Regions from separate parts of the Mus musculus genome. Here region 2 is linked to region 1. Evidence: chromatin contacts called from public promoter capture Hi-C data. All regions are on one chromosome and are shown on one strand. Each heading gives the region's core, a stretch centred on a gene start, on an enhancer-like site or on the middle of the called end of the contact. The rest is flanking DNA. Distances are from core to core; before and after follow the strand shown.

The links. Promoter capture Hi-C pulls out the DNA fragments that hold promoters and counts their contacts.
Region 2: a promoter capture Hi-C map of liver shows a contact between it and region 1, with 8 times the contacts expected there. The contact joins the promoter of Ecpas here to the promoter of Ctnnal1 in region 1. A contact is called at or near these places in 4 of 39 promoter capture datasets (cranial neural crest, hippocampal neurons, liver and 1 more).

What each region holds. Positions count from the first base shown.
Region 1 is chr4:56,860,831-56,867,917 of GRCm38.p6, forward strand. Ctnnal1 (catenin (cadherin associated protein), alpha-like 1) reads right to left here and starts at 4,381. Exons shown (of 19, transcript NM_018761.3): 1 at 4,147-4,381. The coding sequence starts at 4,284.
Region 2 is chr4:58,909,610-58,916,671 of GRCm38.p6, forward strand. Ecpas (Ecm29 proteasome adaptor and scaffold) reads right to left here and starts at 3,140. Exons shown (of 49, transcript NM_172381.3): 1 at 2,867-3,140. The coding sequence starts at 2,888.

The DNA.
Region 1 (7,087 bases), core at 3,131-5,630:
ATTGCTAGGATAGTCATAGTATCAGCCTTTTTCTTAGACAGGGTCCCATTATGTCACTCAGGATGGCCTGTTACTTAATAATTCTTCTGCCTCAGCCTCATGTGTGCTGGGATTACAACCCTGTGCCATTATCCCATCCTCTAACTTCAGTTTTTCTTTTCTGAGTCAGGTTCTCAATGTGTAGCCTCTGTGGCTTGGAACTTGCTACATAGACCAGGCTGGTCTCCAAGTCTCACTGATCTGCCTGCCCCCAACTCCCAGTGCACTACATCTGGACTTAGGTAGGTAGAGTAAGCTCACACATCTTGCTTTACTTCTGACTGTTCTTGGTTCTTTGGTCTTTCATATACATTTTTAGAATTACTTTATCCAAATATTATCCCAAACTCTATGGAAAGTTTCATTGGAATTGCACTAAATTTACAAATCAATAGGAAAAGCTATGTCTTGAGTTTTCTATTGGTCTAGACATGAACATAGTACTTTTCTCTCAGTCTACTTTGACTTTCTCCATAATCTGATAGCTTTCTTTGCTATATACTCATGCAAATCCTTCTAGTAACCTCTTGTTTTAATATCTTACTATAACTGGTATTTTAATGTCTTTTAAAAATTAATGTAGACAAATGCAACCATTCATAGAATGTATATTCCATGAATGTACTATTTCTATATTGATAATTCTAACACAACGGGGCTCCTGATTTTTCTTTTTGTATCTCTGCACCTTTTGTTGATTCTTGTCTCATAGAAGGCCTGGGATTTCCAGCATCATTTCAACAGGTCTGTGATAGCAGGTACCAGTTCTTGTCTCTGCCTTTTAAAAATAAATGTATCTTTAAAGTTTATTGTTGCTATAATGTTTCCTGTAGATATCCTTATCAGCTAAGAAAGGCTTTTCCAGCAATATGTTATGTTCCCTTATCAGCTAACATGGGTTGTTCCAGCAATATTTTTAGAATGTGTGTGTGTTTGTGTGTGTATGTGCGCGCGTGCGTGTTATGTGTATACATTAGACAAGCACTCTTATCACTGATCTGCATCCCCAGCAAAGGACAGCATTTCCTACTTGTAGTTTACAAAATAATTTGTTATAATTAGAAGCTGAATGAAAATGAAGGTTCTTTCTGTATCTATTGCAGTGAAAGTATTTCATTTCTAATCTGTGAAGACAGAAAACTCTACAGATTTTCTGATGCTGACAAGGCCTTGTTTTTCTAGAATAAGACCTAAAAGTCAAGACTTTCACTGGGAAAATCGGCAGTGAATCAACACAAAAATAACAGCTATCTACCACACATTGGGTGATGCTAATCTTACTTGTTTACCCCAAACCTTGTCTCCTTCACAGTGTCCTCCCTGATTCAACATCTGAGCTCTAGGAGCATGCATTATTGATAAACTCATCGGATACTTTATACGTGCTTGCTATCCTGTACACACTCTACCTACCAGCTAAAATATATGCCCTTTAAAGAGCGGCAACTATAATAAATTCTTAATTCAAGTACTTAAAATATCCTTAGGGAGATGTGGAAATTAGTGGATAAGAATAACAGTGCTGTATCCTTAGAAGAGAAACTCTTTTTTTTGTTTGTTTGTTTTTTTTGTTTTGTTTTGTTTTTCGAGACAGGGTTTCTCTGTATAGCCCTGGCTGTCCTGGAACTCACTTTGTAGACCAGGCTGACCTCGAACTCAGAGATTCACCTGTCTCTGCTTCCCGAGTGCTGGGATTAAAGGCGTGCGCCACCACGCCCGGATAGAAGAGAAACTCTTGAGCATGTGAGTTTTCCAGAGGGCTGTCCCCACCCCACCCCGAGCCCCAAACTCAGAGGGGGAGAGAAGAGAATAAGAGGGTGAGAGGACGAGGAGGAGGAGGAGGAGGATGACGATGACGACGACGATGACAAGGAGGAGGACGTGGAGGAGGAGGAGGAGGAGGAGGAGGAGGAGGAAGAGAGAGATCCATGTGAGTCAGGCTGGCCCCAAACTCCACTTCCTGAGTGCAGAGTTTACATGAACTGCCATAGCTTATGTGATGCTGGGGGTCACATGTATAAAAACTGAGCTATGTCCCCAGCTCCAGTTTTAATATCTTAAACTCAGTGAAACTTTGAAATCAGTCTAAATTGTCTTTATGTACTTCCATACTTTGTCAGTCAAGCACCCTAACCATGCTTTATGCATCTCTTGATACTGTGAGGATGGTCTGTCGTTATGCACATCGGTCATGGAACTGTGGCACCGCCACAACTGTGGGACACAGAACCTCAACCGTGATGCTGAATAAGGCATCACGTACCAAACGGGGAAGGGCATTTTTCCCCTCCAGTTAATTTTTAGCAGCAAATTACACTTTTCCTCTTCTGCTCTCTTGCTTTAGAATAAAAAACACAGCTCCATAGTACTGGTAAAAACACAGCTCCATAGTACTGGTAACGTTTTAGCAATGATACTATACAAAGTTACTGTTTTTTCAGACTGCAGCTCTCTGGATAGTTTTTCTACACTGGAACTTTTTTTTTGTAACTACTCTGCCCTGCTCACATCACCTCCTCTTATCTCTAGAAGGGACATGGGGGTGGCTAAAAAGCAGACAGACTACTGGAGGCAAGCTACCTGGATTCAAACCCCTCTTGGGCATTTAAGAGTTGAAATTCCTAACATCAGGTTAGCTGATCTAACTAACGGTCCACTTCTTCATCTGCCTTCTGAGAGAAACAACCCCACACCTCACCTCAGGGGTGGCAAGAATTAAATGAGTTAGCACTGGCAAACTTCTAGTACTAAGGAGATGGGTAAAGCCTAATCCGCCTCTAGCCCATCACTCTCATCTCTCTCCATTCCTCGCCACTTATGGGGTGTGGTTGTTCTGGTGATGGGGAGTTCGGGGAAGTCTCCAGGGTGGAAGGAGATGTAAGTGCTAGAAAGGAAATGGCGGCTCTTCCATGCATGCATGCATTACTCAGGAAGACAGAAAGCCACAGAGTGCCAGGTATAGTCACCATTGCTCCATTAATCACAGGATGCAGGGAGGAAAATGGGGATATTTACTTCATTAGCATTAGAAGAATTTCAGAAGCATATAAAACTACAATTTTCAAATATTTTTGCGACCAGGCTGGAACAGACAGTATTTAAAAGTCTATGGAATAGTGACAACCTCCCTTTCATTAAACGTGTTTATGTAAGGCATTGGTGGACAGGAGTTGAGGTTGTTGTAAGAAATCATCTTTTAATTTGGAGTCGGATAAGATAATTTAAGATTCTTTCTACCTCTAAAATCTTGGTAATCCTGGCATGAGTCACCAAGGTGTTACAGGCTTAGTATGAGTCACACATCGCCAACGCACAGCCAAAGACAAAATTCCTCCCTTGGTGTTTGGCACAGTACCATAGCTGTAGATGAGGAATTCTAGCCCTCGGGTTATGTATACCTCAGCTCAGAGAGACAAACTTTTTTTTTTTAATTAAGCACATCCTAGCTGATTCTAGACTTCTTTTATAACTCAAAATATAATAATGCACTAATCCCAACTGAGACCTTGCAAAAGGTGTGCATCAATCAGGATTAAGCACTCCTTCCTGTCACTCTACAGAGTTCTAGCAGACAGAGGTGGTGGGCAGGCAAATGACAGGGAGAGACAGGACAGGTGGCCGGAGTGGGTGGGAGTTGGGCGAGCCCACACATGACCAAGGGAACAGGACAAAGGCCTTGGAGAACACGCTGGAGTAAGAGGCAAACTGGAATGCCTTAGTCTGCACCCAGCGCCTGGGTCTGGCCTGCGATGCGGACAGCGACAGCGGCGGCCGACTGAGCAGCGGCCGCCAGCTTGGCTCTGGAAGTCAGAGAACCCCATAGGGGTCCTACTGACCCGCGGCTGGGCCTCACTCGGAGCCACTGGGCCAGGCGGGTCCGGCTGCCTAGGCCGAACAACGCACCTGCTGGGCTCCAGCGCTTCCAGCGCTTCACCGCGAGCCCAGGAGTAGCCGCCCGGCTCTGGGCCCCCACGCGAGTCCCGCCGTGCCGCCGTCTTGCTCGCGCAATGCGGGACAGCGCCGCCTCCCGCCCCGCCAAGCCGGACCGAGGAAAGAGCGCCCGCCGCCATCGCGGGCAGCGCACACGGGGACCAGGGGCCGCGGTACCTGAGAAACCAGGGGCAGAAGAGTCTGTTCCACCGAGCGCGTCCTGATCTCCAGTCCCGAGTCGAAGGTGAAGCCAGCCGCGTTGGAGGAGTGGACAGCTCCCGCACCGCCACCGCCCGGGACTGGAGAAGCGGCCATGGCCCTCCACCGATAGCACAGCGCGCTATCCGCACCTCTGCCTGCCCGCCAACCAGCCTCCGGGTTGCCCGCCGCCTCGCCGCACCGAGGCCCCACCCCTACCCTTGTGCCACTACTTCGGCCCCGCCTCCATGCGACCCTGGGCCCGTATCCCCGCCCCCAGGCCTGTACCACCGCGCGGGCCCCGCCTTCGAGGCCACCCAACTCTAGCTAGTTCTGCCCAGCACCCTAGCCGAGCCCCCTCTACGTCCCGCCCACTGACCCATAGTCTGGCGCGTAGCAGTCCAGGATCATCAGCTCCGCCTCTAGGGTGGCACGCCCCACCAGCTCCGCCCTAATACCTGGGCGGCCCCACCCATCCACTGCCATAGTCCCACCCCGCGGACCCGCCCTCTGGCCGCCCCTGTGCCTCTTTCCTCAAGGGTGAGTTCCAAAGCCTAATTTTATCTAGAGCAGGCCACCCGAGAGCCTCCACAAGTTTATGTGGCCTCTTACCAGAAGACAACTGTCCCCAACAAAGCTTTCCACCAAATCCATTTGCCTCAAAAGTCAATTCTGATTTCCCGTAAATATTTCTACATGTTTTTATGGTGTTGAACCTCTGCCCTGGGACTGAGACATCAATTACACTTGTAACCATCTTTCTTTCAATGGCTTCCGAGGAAAGACAGTCCCATTTCGCCTCCACTTCTATGTTCTGATTGTATCTCTTACAGAGTTGAAACATTTGATAATATATTCACATATCTTGATACTCAGCAAGAAGGCAGTGTATCTTGCAGTTACCTTTAGAATTCACCTTCAAGAGAATCAAAAACAAAAGTTTGGGCTCTGGCTAAATAATACCTTTTAAAAACTTGTAACATTGTTTCTAATATTAGCCAAGAACTAGCAGCATGTTAACTGCTCCTTGAATGAAAAGATGTGTCTGACTGAAGTCACTTAAGGCTAAGAATCCATTCTCTCAGCCCAACCATGAGCTCACACAGAATCCCTGTGGTGAGAAGAGGTGCCAAAGCGCCTTTTCCTCCAGTTTCCAGGAACAAAGCCAAGGAAGGCATTCAGAAGCCTGTGTCTTAAGAAAGATTCTACACTGACCTTAGGAAGGACCCAGCGACTGACTAAGCAGCACAATAAAGCATTTTTGAAGGACCATAGCTGCTAATGAGCACACGTGGGGGCAAAAAGGAATCTGAGACTGGCTTTCTTCATCAAGTTAGGCTGATGGATTCGGCTTGCAGTGTTGGAAGGGAAGCTGAAGGACTCAGTTTCACCTGCCCAAGCAGCATGGGCATCTCCGGTAATGGTATAAAAGAGCTCCTGAATTCAACTCATCCTCCAATTCTTTTTTTCTTGTAAAGTGTGTCTACACGTGGGCATGTGTCCGTGAGGGCAGTGCCTGAAGGACAGAGGCATCAGATCTCCTGGAGCTGAATTAAGGGGGTTACCAGCCGTCCAACATAGGTGTTAGGAATTGAACTGGCTCCTTTAGAAGAACAGTATGCACCCTGAGCTGCAGAGCTTTCTCCAGGCTCCTTCTCCCAACACTTACCTTAACCCTCTCTCACGCCTGATCTACAAGGCTGCCTCCCACCAAACCACTGAGGACTTCTGCCTCAGCTATGGACTCTTCTGGCCTCTTTATGGTGTAAACACTTACTCTGCAGACAGCTTCCCTCATGTAAGATGACCCAATTTCATAAAAATACTGGCATCAGTATAGATAGTGGCACCAAAGGTAGGATACCCAGGGAAAGTCTGGACAAAGTTCAAATTCCTCAAAAAGAGGAGGCTAAGTTTATCACCGGTTTCATTCAACATTTGTAACTTTATTTCAAAATATAAATATTTTACATTTTACAAAGATCATCAACAAGTTGTGAAAGCAAATTAAAGCTAAGAAACGGCATTTGTGTAATAAAGAATATTTATTGTTTCATCTGAACACTATTTTTCCTTTCAAACCATCTCCTTCACCTGAGAATGCAGAGGCGATATATTTTCAGAGTTAAATAATTACAGCGGTATGTTCAATCTTAGTTTCACAATCAAACAGTATCTGGAGTACAATCCAAGTCCCTGAACAAGTGGCACTACAGGGACAAAATGTAGTAAGAGTTACACTTCTGGGTCACTCCAATACAAAAGAATTGGTTTTCACAATAAGCAAAAACAGTGTGAAGATCTGTTTCCATACCTTTTGTTGTATACATAAAGCTAGAAGGAAAGACCAGTATAAAGAACTTTGGACTTGGAGTCAGAGACTCTGTAACCAAGTTCTGGCTCTATCCTTTTAGGATGTAAACTTCGGAGAGAGGAGGGCAGGAGGGGGAAGAGACAGAATCAGCAACCAGTTTTTCAGGGCTCCTAGGACTCTGACCATACAGTCACTGCGATACTGCCTGGCTCACAGGGAGTCCTCAAAGGCGCCTGAAGATTATAAAGTGCCACACAGAAGCATTGCTAAGCTGCAGTATCAACATCACCAATACATTTCCATTAGTTAATTAATTCTTGGGTAACTTGCAAAATCAAACACAAATACTGACTTTGTGTGCCCCAGGTGGGAAAGAAACTCCTTGCAAGGACAGCTCTGGGCAGCTAAGTCTTTCTGGTAGCTCATTGCACCGCTGGGGCTTGTTACCAATGCCATCGCAGCACCATAACAAACTCACTGCCAGTATTTTCACTGGAAATCGTCTTCTAGAAGACCTGTAAACTTGACCAAAAACTGGTTGAGATGCTCAGAGAAATGGGGGCGAGGACAGGAGAACAATATCAAGTGCAACAGTCTGTCCCCTCC
Region 2 (7,062 bases), core at 1,890-4,389, 2.0 Mb after region 1:
TGTTAGTGTTACAACAGAAACCCAAACACCATGAGACACGTCAATTTTAAAATACATATTATTTCTAATTGATATCAGATGACCTGATGTCTGCTAAAATGGTACTAGTGAGATTACAGAAACTAATAATTATTGACAATAATATGGAGAAGTGAAACCCTTTATGCAGTGTTGATGGGAGTGTGAAATGGCATGGTCACTGGGAAAAAGACAAATGGCAGGCTGGGAGTGTGACTGGTGGCAGAGCACTCACATACTAGCACTTCATACTAATGTCAAAGGCTCTGGCTTCAATCCCCAGAACCACAAAAGTGAAACAAAGAAAGCGGCAGTTCCTCAAAAGTTAAGGGTTATTCCCAAAAGAACTGAAAGGAGGACCACTGCAGCATTATGGATGGCAACTAAAATTTGGAAGCATTCATCCATAGTAAGATGAATGGATAAGAAAATGTATTACATGCAAGAGAGAATTATTCAATCTTAGAAAGAAAATCATGGCAGATGTTATAGCAAGGATAAACTTTGAAGACATTATACTAAATTAAAAAAAAAAAAACACAGCCACAAAACGGGGTGGGGAGTGGGGGGGAGACAAACAGTGAAAAGTTATATGGTGAAGTTCAGAGACAAAAAGCAGAAAAGTGGCTGCCAGGGGATTCAAGGAAGAGGAGGGAAGGAGTTGTTTAACAATTACAGAATTTTAGTCTTGAAAGATGGAAGAATCCTGAAGATGGACGGAGGTGGTGATTGCACAACAGAGTCCATGTACACAATGACCCTGAACTTCACACTTAAAACATGGTTAGGATGATAAATCTTGTGATGCGTATCACACCACCATAAAAACACTGAAAAATAAAACTGAGAAATTGGTCTCTTCAAAGGTCAAGTGTTGGTTCCATTGGGACTGTGAGGCAAACACTCAACACTGTGGCCACCTCCATCTACCTCTCCGTACCGGAGACCTCCCTCTTCTTGCTCTCCTCAGAGTCTCCTTTCTTCCCAGAGCCAAACCAAACGCGTACTTCAGCTTCCAACCGAGCAACTAGCACTCCTGCTCCACCAGTTCAAAGCAGCATGGAACTTAATCCCTCTAAACGTTTATGCCTCCTCTTTGAAACAAGGGATAATTCCTACCTACCTGCCACACAAGGTTGTTATGAGGGCAAAAGTGAGATCACGTTCATAAAAGTAGCTTTCAAATGCCAAGCACCAAAGAAACATAAATTAAGTTTAACTACTTTCACATGGCGATTGAGACGCTTTAATAACATAAGCTTCACAAACATACGCTTACAACACCTCACCCATGCTGGCATTTAAAATACACATCATCCTCAAATAACACCTTTCTTTGTTAGTCTTTACTGAAGGGCAACATAGGGGAGTAGGTTTCTCGTAAATACCCTAAAGCATTTGAACCAACCACCCAAAACGCAATCGATTATCCTACATATCTCACGAAAACTGAATATTTATGACCCCAGAATAGGCTGACAACATCCTAGAACTACACTTCCCACAAAGCATAGAGTGGAACACGGGCAGCAGGCTGGGCGGCCTGGCATTAAGGGCGACCACTGCTCCCAGCGAGCTTGGATCGTCATCCCCTGGAAAATCGCAACGCTTGGCATGGAGTGGGACTCTCTCCTTTCTGACAGCTCCGTCACCCTCGTTTTGTTTTTTGTTTTGTTTTGTTTTTCTGCCATTAACAGCGGCCCTATTGGCCTTTACAGCTTCAACCTGAAAGTCATCTCCCATCTGTGACCTTTCTGCCGATTCCTTGGAGGTGCGGGAAAGGCAACCCTCTCCCCTTCCCCAAAGCTCCACGTCCAGAATTCGCCCGTCAGTCAGAATCAAGGGACATGCGGGGGGTCTGACGGAACGGACGGGTGGACACAGTCCGACCTGGGGGCGACAGGCCGCGCGCCAGCTCCGGTAGCAAGCCAGGGGCCCGGGATCCCCCCAAAGCCCGGGCCGAAGCAGATTTCGAGCAGGGGTAGCTAAGCCCGGGGCTCTGGTTTCAATTTCACGACGTGACATTGCAAACCTGCGGCCTACGAGCGCCCGCGGCGGCGGCCCGCGCCTGTTCGCCCGCCCTCCCGCCAGGCCTGAGCCCCGGAGCCCCGTGCCGAGACCACCGCACACCCACTTGCCCGGCCCCGCGCCCCCCCAGCCTCCCGTGTCTGGCCGGGCCCAGCCCCGGTCCTGCGTGGAGTTAAATCCCGCTCCCAGCTGCAGGCTCCGCGCCGCACTTACTCAGCTCGTCCTGGGAGGCGGAGGCGGCGGCCGCAGCCATGTTGCGCCCGGGAGCGAGCGAGGGAGGGGCGGGCGGGCGGCCGGCGAGGGGGGCTCGCGGCCGTCGCCGTGCCGTGCCGTGCGGTGCCGCGCCGCGCCGCGCCGTGCCGCAGGGGCCCGGAGCCGCCTCGGGTCTCTCACGCGGGCCGCGCTGCGCCCTCGAGGCCCGCCCGCTGCCTGCGTCCTCTGCGCTGCGAGCGTCGCTCTCGCCGCGCCTCGCGAGCTCGCGACTCGGGAGCTCCCTCTCAGCCTCGCGCCTCGGAGGAGCCGCTGCCGCCCGTGCGGCCGAGTGACCGCGCGGCGGCTCTTCGGCTCGGCGCCCGGCTTGCTAGCCTCACGCCGGCTCTTATATTTAGAAAGAGCTGAGCCATCCTCCCCCCTCCCCCTCCGCCTCCGCCGGCCCCTCGCGCGCCCGCTCGCCCGCCCTCGCTGCCTCGCTCGCGCCGCGTCCTGCCCACCTGCCGCCGCCAAGCTTCCCCGGCGCGGAGCGGGAGACGCAGACGCGGCGGGCCAACCCCTGGACCTGAGCCTCATTCCCTCAGCCGCACGCAAGCACGCGGCCTCTGACCTGAGTCGGAGCCGGTCTCCATAGCCCGGGATGCTGCGGCGACCCAGCGAGGTGGAGGACGGGCCGGGCCCGAGGAGACGCGCGGCCGCTCCGGAGGAGCCTGCGTGCGGCCGAGCGGAGCCGGGCTGTCCTGGCTGCCGCGGAGAGCTTCCCCGCCCCGGGCTGTGGCGTTAAAGGTCTGCGGCTGTCACGTCCGCCTGGTCGGAGCTGGAGGAACACGCGCCCGGACGGAGGAAGAGACGCGGACTCGGAAAAGTAGAGCGGGGCTCGAATCGGAGGAGGAGGAGGAGGAAGAGGAGGAAGCCCCGCCCTGCGCCTCGCGCCCAACTTCTCGGCCGCCGCGCTGACTCAGGCCGGGCCTCCGAGCAGCCCCGAAGTTAAAGCCCAGAGGGACCTGCACCGAGGGCTCACCCTGGGGGATGCTCCCCTAACGTTAGCCTCCCGAGCGAGCTGCGAGCCAGGGAAGGGCCGGAAACCACGATATTTGAGCTACCAAGACGTGCTTTAGAGTCCTTCTTCTTAACCCGAGTTTAGTGGCAATCCCAACTTTTAACTTTAAGCCTCTCGTTGGTCCATGAGGTCGTGTACAGCTGCAAAATGGAATTCAAATCAAGGGCTTATATGGTTACTATAAGAACAACCAAAAAAAAAAAAAAAAGAAAGAAATTAGGTGCCAGATCAAAGACATTTTTAGAGGAAAAGAAAATAATCGAGACCCTAAATGAACTGAAGTTGCATATATTCCCGCAAAATGGAATCCCTAGGGCCCTAGATAATGCCTTGAAATTTGAATACATGCGGCTCCCAATGTAACTTAGGCAAGTACGAGATAGCAACAAACACTGACCATGTTACTTCCTGTATTAATTTTACATTTACAAAGAAAGTTACATTATCTTTGTCATTATCATAAAAATAAGAGTCCTTCCTCCTAGTTCAGCTACCTCACCCATCTCACACCCAAGAGAAAAATTATTAAATGTAGAATTTGTTGATGCTTCAAGACCTAGTTCTGCACACATGTATAGCCCCAGGTTCAGTTTGGTTCATAGTGATAAAACTTGGATATGGTCTCTCTCTCTCTTTCTCTCTTTCTCTCTCTCTCTCTCTCTCTCTCTCTCACACACACACACACACACACACACACACACTCCTTCCCTGCTGCTTGTTTTGCCTAATGCTGGACTTTGGGACAATAATTAGATCCTGAGAGTCTGGCCTAATCAGAGGTTAATACTGATTGCACAGCTCCATTGCCCATGGAAAAGCAGGAGGTGGGGCTAACTGAAGGAAGTATATCACTGGAGGTGTGTTCTTAGGGACTGTGTTGCAATGGCCTCTTCCTGTCATTGCTGTCTGCTTCGTGTTTGCCGTGAGAGGGGCTGCTTTATTTCATCACACACACCCTGCCACGTGTCCAGCCCCACCTCAAGTCCACAGCAATGGAACCAAGTGACCATGTACCACACCTCTGAAACTGTGAGCCAAATACAGTTTTGTTTTTTTACTCATTTTAAATGGTCATAAACTTGTCACAGTGACAGAAAAGCAAACACAGGTGGAGTCCAGGTTCTGGGTAAATGTTTTCAACCCCCACAAACACTTTCACTATTAATTGGAAGAACTACATTACCATTTGTTAATGACTTAATAGTATATGTACCTTCTCCCCAGCCCCATTCCCATATCCCCAATCTCACCCTACTCTCCAGATTGACTAACTCCAGACTAACTCCACCCTCTCCCTCCTGGGGACTTGAAACTGACTAGATTTGTATAGTGCTCTGAGCCTCAGTGCTTTTTTAGTGGACATTCTTGCTCTTTGGTTTGGCATTTCTTCCAAAATAAATGCAATGACCATTTATAAACAATACTAAAGTACAGAAATGTCTCTCCACCCCTCCCAGTACCATTGTCCACTACTCCTCAGAAAGGATTCAAAACTTGTCAGCCGTTTGATGCATACGAACTCTCCTAGTTCTGTACTCTATAGTAAAACACTCTAAATGTCATGAAAGGCTGGCTAAGGGTCTTTTTTTTATCTATTTAGGTGTTCAGAGATGGCAAGGATAGAGGCTGGAGAGATGGCTCAGTGGTTAGAAGCATGGTTGCTCTCCCAGAAGACCCTTGTTCACTTCCCAGGGTCCAAATGGCAGTTAACCATCTGTAACTCAAGTTCCACAAGATCTGACTGACACCTTCTAACCTCTGCGGGCACTGCATGCGTGTGGGGAACAGACGTGCATGTGCAGACAAAACACCCACACACATAAAACAAAATCTCAGAAAAAAAATAGTGGCAAGAATAGTTTCCTTGGTGTTAGCATCTCTGAGCTCTTGAGCAGAGGCTTACTAAGTCAGAGGTGTACAGGCCTAGAGGTATATGACTCTAAGCTTTAAAAGGCAGAGGCTTACACTATACATGTAAGTATATGTAAGTATATATAAGTACATGTAAGTGGTTCAGGTCAAAGCAAGCCACAGCCCTCAAAGTCAGGGGCTTTTTGCTCCAAAATTGCTCAGCCAGGCTTGGAACCTTAGGAACTCCGGACAGAGGCTATCACTCTGGGCACAGAACCCAGCAGCTGGTGTTACAGCAGCAAACCTCAATTATCAGGACCCTTGGCTCTGAACCCCCGCCAGCTCTCTGGAAGTCTTGCATGGATGGGACTTTCAACCTCACTGACTCCACCCTTCACTGTTTCTTACCTTCGGCTCTTCTCTGTACAGTCTCCTGCCATGGCCTGCTCTCTGAAGCTCTCGGGCTATTTTCTCACTTCCGCTGCTGCTGCTGCTGCTGTCGCCACCACCTCTGTTAGTACCCATGCTGAGGCTGAACACCACCCCAGTGCTCTCTTCTCTCCATGCAACAAGTTTAGTCCACTCTACCTATAGTAAAGACTATGTATGGGCAAATGAAAGGCCACTCAAGAGAGACTTTTTATTGGAGCCTAGTATGATAGTACAGAGATAGTACATGGAAAAGAAGGCTTCAAAACTGACCCCATGAGACTAAGAAGCAGGCTGCTTATAAAGCCAGAAAGGGGGTGTGGCATCTGTAGGAGCAGCTCCTCGCTCCATCAGTCAGAGCTTTGCCTGTTTAGCAATCATGACCTAGTTCGTGTGTGTCAATCAAGAACTTTTTTGCTGAGTCACCAGGGAACGTGTTCCCCTTGGCCTAAGCAGACTATAACTCAAGATAGGTAGCATCATCAAGATGTCCCTGAGACTTATCATGATGACAGTGAAGTCTCCAAGAGCTGGTGCAAGCTGACTAGGACAGACATGACAAAAATGAGACCTCTTAAGCAGCTATCATCATAATGGTGCTCAAAACTACAGTTGAATTTGCTCAGTTCCCATGCAATGTTCAAAGCAGCCAGGCCACCATGATAGCAGCACTCCTGCTGTAGCCCCCTAAAAGGGACTGCTTGATTGACATTTTCGATGGGAAGAGTCTGACAGTTGTCTGTCAAATGGTGAGTGGCTCAATCAAGACAGCTTTGATCATTTAAAAGGGAAAGACATGAAAGAGTATCTACATTAAAGGCCTATTGTGAACTAGTACTTACCTCACAGTGTTTAACCTTATTCAACCTCTACTGAAAGGAAGCTCAAAGAGATTTGAGTGCCTTGTATCTGTCTCACAATGACTGGTTAGGGAAAGTGTCTTTCCATAATTTCAAGTGGAACCTTTCGTAGCCATGTCAAATAAAAACCAAATATGAGTTAAGGACAGCAACTGAGGAGATTTTAGCCTTTAGACAAGAATAATTAGCAACTTAGTCTATTGTATATAGAAAGTCCAGTCTCCACATGTACAAATCACCTGCATGTGTGTACAGAGATTTTTAACCAAAACAGTGGAATCTTATTATACATATTATTGTGTGTTATCATTGTACCAATTAAAGCATCACAGATACCCTTTTATATATCACTAATAATAATCATGGCTAATAAAATACTAATTCTTCCTGATACAAAACTAAGAATTGGACTCATATACTCCTCTCAATAGTTTTATGAAGTGGAGTCTTTATGGCACAGAGGGATTCAGGGGTACAGCCACAGCACCACAAACTAGCAAGTAAGTGAGGAGTGGAGACTTGAGTCTAGACAGTGGATTAGAGTGGTTTGGTTTCATCTGGCTGTGTTGTATTCTGTTGCGTTGTATTATAGTGTGTTGGGTTGGG